2 separate regions of the Anser cygnoides genome follow, and region 1 is linked to region 2. A link is a contact called in public Hi-C data. All regions are on one chromosome and are shown on one strand. The core of a region is the stretch at or near the end of the contact, and the rest is flanking DNA. Distances in the headings are between cores, read along the strand shown. Region 1 holds the start of HSPA14 (heat shock protein family A (Hsp70) member 14). Region 2 overlaps FRMD4A (FERM domain containing 4A).

The links. A called contact is a pair of places that touch in the nucleus more often than the background predicts.
Region 1: a Hi-C map of liver shows a contact between it and region 2, with 1.6 times the contacts expected there. The contact joins the promoter of HSPA14 here to the enhancer-like site in region 2. A contact is called at or near these places in 2 of 7 Hi-C or Micro-C datasets (granulosa cells and liver).

What each region holds. Positions count from the first base shown.
Region 1 is chr1:7,916,923-7,919,841 of Taihu_goose_T2T_genome, reverse strand. It overlaps HSPA14 (heat shock protein family A (Hsp70) member 14), which reads right to left and starts at 1,592. Exons shown (of 14, transcript XR_010825842.1): 1 at 1,279-1,592; 2 at 87-167; 3 at 1-7.
Region 2 is chr1:7,431,449-7,434,148 of Taihu_goose_T2T_genome, reverse strand. FRMD4A (FERM domain containing 4A) reads left to right here. Exons shown (of 23, transcript XM_048062551.2): 4 at 1,792-1,884. Among named protein-coding and RNA genes, the nearest start is that of PRPF18, 110 kb to the right of the region's middle. Within about 2 kb of position 1,263, at least 2 of the 3 cell types and tissues checked have open chromatin away from gene starts, as enhancers often do. A contact at or near this core is called in liver, where this site is marked.

The DNA.
Region 1 (2,919 bases), core at 343-2,842, 490 kb before region 2:
CGACAACCTGAGTAGAACAGGGAGAAAAATCAGCGAGCCCCATGCGGAGCGGCTCTCCCGGGGGCCCCCGCGCAGGCAGGCCTCACCTCCTCGCTCTCCGTGAAGGCCACGACGGCAGGAGTCACCCGGTCCCCGGCATCGTTGGCCACCACGTCCGCGCGGCCGTCCTGCGGGGAGAAGCGTCTGTCAGCACGGCCCCTGCACCTCCTCCCTCCTCTACTACTACCACCTCCTCTCCTTCTACTACCACTACTATCTCCTCCTCCACTACTACTGTCACCTCCTCCTCCTACCACTACTACATCCTCCTCCACCTCAATCTCCACTTCCTCCTCCTCCACCATCACCTCCTCCTCCACCTTCTCTACTACTACTACTACCTCCTTCTTCTGCTACCACTACTACCTCCTCCACCACCTCCTCTACTACTACCACCATCTCCTCCTTCTATCACTACCTCCTCCCACCTCCTCCTCCATCTCTGCTTCCTCCTCCTCCCACCTCTACTACTACCTCCTCCTACTACCACTACTACCTCCTCCACCTCCTCCTATCACTACCACCTCTTCTTTCTACTACCATTACTAACTCCTCCTCCCACCACCTCCACTACTACTACTCCCATCTCCTCCCTCTACTACCACTATCTCTTCCTCCCACCATCTCCTGCTCCTCCACTTCCTCCTCCTATGCTACTACTACCACCTCTACCAGCTCCTCTACTACCACCACTACCTCCTCCTCCACCTCCTCTACTACCACCACTACTTCCTCCTCTACCTCCTCTACTACTACCACTACTTCCTCCTCTACCTCCTCTACTACTACTCCCACCACCTCCTCCTCCACCTCCTCCTCCCACCACCTGCTCTACTACCACCTCCTCCTTCTACCACTATTACCTTCTCCACCTCCCCTACTACTACTCCCACCACCTCCTCTACTACCACTACTACTTCTCTCCTCCACCTCTCTGCTACCACCTCCTCCTTCTACTATCACTATTACTTCCTCCATCTCCTCTACTACTACCACCACCCCCTTCTCCTCCACCCCCTTCTACCACCACCCCCTACTACCACCACCCCCTACTACCACCACCCCCTTCTACCACCACCCCCTACTACCACCACCCCCTACTACCACCACCCCCTTCTACCACCACCCCCTTCTACCACCACCCCCTACTACCACCACCCCCTACTACCACCACCCCCTACTACCACCACCCCCTACTACCACCACCCCCTTCTACTACCACCCCCCCCACCCCCGCACCTTGTACACGGCCGCGCACGCCGAGGACGCTCCCAGATGCACGCCGATGGCCGCCATCAGCCCCTCCCTGCTCCCCGTGCGCCCGCCGCCCCACAATGCCCCGCCGCCAGCCAATCGCGCCCCGCCTCTCTCCGCGAGCACCAATCGGCGCCCGCCTCTCATACACGGCTCACGGCTTCCCCGCCTCCTCTCCCACGCGCCCTCGCGGCTTCGGAGTGACCAATGAGAAAAATCGGGGTGTGCGTGCGTCATCAGGCATAGCAACGCGGCAGACTTCGTCCCTGAGGGGCGGGCGGGCGGCGGCTGAGGGGAGTTCGTCAGGGCTGAGCTTGAGTTTATTTAACGCCCAAAATAAAGATTAATGCAAAGAAAGGCGCAGGAAGCTATTTCCTGCGTGTACAGGGCGGGGGTGGGCGGCGGGTTTGTGTATTTTATGCCGTTGGCTTCTCTCAATGTTTAATTGCAGGCAATGAAGCACATGCAGGCAGTATAAATATATATATATTTTTAGCCAAATATCATTAAGGAGGCGGCGGAGCTGAAGTGCTGCCTCTGCGTGACCTAACCAGCCGTGACCAACATCCGAGCGTAAATCATGCCACGTGGGGATGTTGCACCGCCGCTGGAGAAGCCCATCTGCGTTATCACTGAAGAAATAATATAAAATACAATAAAAGCCAACAAAATGATTTCTAGTCAGTGTGCTTTTTAACTCAGCTCACGGTCTGGGGGACTTGAACACCGGTCAGGCAGAGCCCAACTCCTGCCACCACGCCAAAAGCTGCTCAGGCTCTGGTGGGCTGGGAGGGATGTGCAGGGGAAGGGGCAGCAGGATGAACGAGGTGGGGTAGGGAGAAAAGGGTGTAAGGGGTTATAGGATCGCAGCCCCTGTGCCCGGTGCGGGGTGCTGGGTGCGGACCGAGTGCCTGCATCTTCCCCAACCTGGTGTGTGTGGGGCCTGTGTGGGCAGTTGGGGTGATTATCCAGTACTGTGTCCAGCTCTGGGCTCCCCAGCACAAAAAAAAAGACAGGGATCTCCTGGAAAGAGTCCAGCGGAGGGCCACAAAGATGATGCGGGGCCTGGAACATCTCCCCTGTGAGGAAAGGCTGAGAGACCTGGGTCTGTTCAGCCTGGAGAAGAGACTGAGAGGGGATCTCATCAATGTTTACAAATACCTGAGGTGTTGGAGACAGAGGGATTTGGCCAACCTCTTTTCAGTGGTCTCTGGGGACAGGACAAGGGGCAATGGCCACAAAATGGAGCCCAGGCAGTTCCGCCCCAACATGCGAAAGAACTTCTTCACGGTGAGGGTGACGGAGCCCTGGGACAGGCTGCCCAGGGAGGTTGTGGAGTCTCCTTCTCTGGAGACATTCAAGGCCCGTCTGGACGCCTACCTGGGCAGCCTGCTCTGGGGAACCTGCTTTGGCAGGGGGGTTGGCCCCGATGATCTCTGGAGGTCCCTTCCAACCCCTACAATTCTGTGATTCGGTGATTTGGATTTTATTTCTCTCTAAATGCCATGTGGTACCGCCTCACTGTATTGCTCAGAAGTAAACACTGGCCTTATCCTTGGTTTATGTATGGTATGCTGACGGGTCAAGAGAATGAATATGATCACATAGAGGTTAAAGGAGTTATCA
Region 2 (2,700 bases), core at 14-2,513:
CCCCCCAGCCCAGGCTGCCCAAAGCCCCATCCAGCCTGGCCTTGGGCACTGCCAGGGATGGAGCAGCCACAGCTCCTCTGGGCAGCCTGGGCCAGGGCCTCACCGCCCTTACAGTGAAGAATTTCCTCCTAATATCTAATCTAAACCTACCCTTTTTTACTTTAAAGCCGTTACCACTTGTCCTATCACTACTAAATGTCTGATCCTGAACTCGCTGGCGTGACAAGTGGAGTTCACCAGCCTATTTGAACATCTCAGACGGTGCAAAGCACGATGCTGAGCCAAGGCAGGCACAGGCGATGTCCCAGCTGGTCTCCAGGACAGCCCAGAGCTGCCTGGGCTGCTAGATCCCCGCTCTGCCCACCCTTGTCTGCATTTCCGCAAGCCAGGGCAGCTGTCTGGAAATTCAGATGGAACCCAGGCGATTCAAAGCATCCTGAAATTGCTACTTTCCCCTTTATTTATTTTTCTAGAAAGGAGAGGGAGCTACAAATCTGGTTAAATTGCTAAAGAGCTGTTGTTGCTTAATTGCCAAGGGAGTTTCTCAGTTGCCCCAAGTACATGCGCTGCTAAGGAGCAATGGGCAGGCACTTGTGAAAGCCAAGTGTGTTTGCTGACAGAGTACATTGTTGAGGCTTGTGGCAACCCTAGAACTTAAATTAACACTTTTTTTTTTTTTCAAACCAAGCTTTTTTCTTCTTCTTCTTTTTTGGTGGCATGAAGAATTAATCTTGAGGATTAGCATGAGCTGGTGAATAGACACTGGAATAGAGCTCAGGACATCTGAAAACCATTTCCTGCTTTATTTGCTGTACGATTCCCACCCCCAAAAAAAAAAAAAAAATCGCTCCAATTCTCTCTCCCCTTGCTTGTCTAGACAGCAGACTGCTGAAGGCACGGGCTGCCTCTCCCTCTGGGTGAAATCCGGTCTGCCTGAAATCAATAGCAAAATGATCACGGGATGCAGCCCTTGCATCACTTTGTGCAGCAGCAAAATTCCTGCTGACTTCAGGGGAAACCTGAATTTCACCCTATGTATTTCCACAGCCCCTAATTTAACGGGGCCTTTTTCTCAGCTGTGGAGTGAGATGTGGCCCCGTAAGACAAATAATGGTATTTATAAAATGCCGCTCACGTGTGCACAGCCCTTTACGATGCGTGGAACGTGACAAAGAACAGAGCTGCTGCCCAAGAAAGCTTCCAGCTGCAGGGCACAAATGGGTAAATTGCAGGAGAAAATAACAGCGACAGGTACCACCGAGATTCGAGAAGAGCAGCGTGTGGTAATTGGGGCTGGAACGTTTCACGGAGCAGCTGTTTTTCAGGAGCTCTCTGAAGGAGGAAAAAAAAAGGCTGGGCAAACCTACTGCAAGCATGTGGGTGGTAAATAAACTGTCTGAGGCTGTAAACAGTCAGGCTTAGCCTTGGGTGAAATATTGCAGGCCTTGTGGAAACTCTTAACAATAAGGATTTCTAATGAAAATCTTGACAGACTTTCAACGATACAATTGTTCCGGGGGGTTGCAATAAAAAAGGTGAAGCTCATAACATCTGGGGCTGCCGGCTTGCCCCCTGACACACTGAACTTTAGCTGCTCGATTCCCAGGCTGAAATGTTGCCAGGCTGATATCGCCCCCGCTCCTCAAACATTTGCTGTGCTCTTTCTCAAATAGCACGCAGTGGCCAAGGGCAAACAGCAGGCACTTCGCTTCATCTTTTGTACCACCTCTGACCTCGCTGCGGCGAGATGCAAGCGCCGGGCTCACAACTCTCTCTCTTTTCTCTTGCCAGTGGACACTTGAACTGGCTTCAGCTGGACCGCAGGGTGCTGGAACATGACTTCCCCAAAAAGTCAGGACCGGTTGTTTTGTACTTTTGTGTCAGGTAAGTGTGTGGCAAGAAACCCTTCCCATGAATTACAGCTATTCCCTAGGAGCCAAGAAGCAGGGTTATCCATTTCTCACACTGTAGAAGCCCCTGTGGGCAAGCAAACACGTTTCTGGAGGTTGCTTGTGAGCTCCTCATCCCTGAAAACTCCTCTGACACAAGCATAAATTAGAAATATCCGCACTGACACCCCTATCTGCACAGAGGGAAACCTGGTATGAGGGACAGATCAGATGTTATGGCTTTCACAGGTCTACATTTTTATTTATGGGGTTTGGAGACTCCTGGAAAGCCCAAGCTGGGCAGGGCTGCAGAACGAAGACCTCTTTCTGCCAGGACAAGCAGCCTGAACCAGCCACCTGGATGGAGAGCACTCTAACATGCTTCCTTGCTGGCCATCCATCCATTTCCCCCAGATTGCACCCGGACTGTGCGTTGTGTCAGGGGCTAAATTAATCCCAGTATAACTTGTATTTACCTTCTGGGCTCAACCACGCCGTGGTGCGATGGATTATCTGCAAATATCAAATGGTGGCATTTTCTGGCAACCAGTTGGCTTCTGCATGTGCATGTAACATATTCATAGACTGGGCTGGACCAGACTAGCAAGATTGTAATGAAGATTTTACCAGTTTGGGAGACTTTCTCTTCACCTATGAATTTTGCAGCAACTGTTAGGAGATGTTTGAAAGCAGTCAGTGCTCCTGTGTACACAGAATCTTTGCCTCCAAGGGAGATACTTTCTGAGAAAAAAAATTTGCTCTTGCAGCTCTAAAACAACCAGAGAGAGGCTGGGGGTTGGGATGGCATATG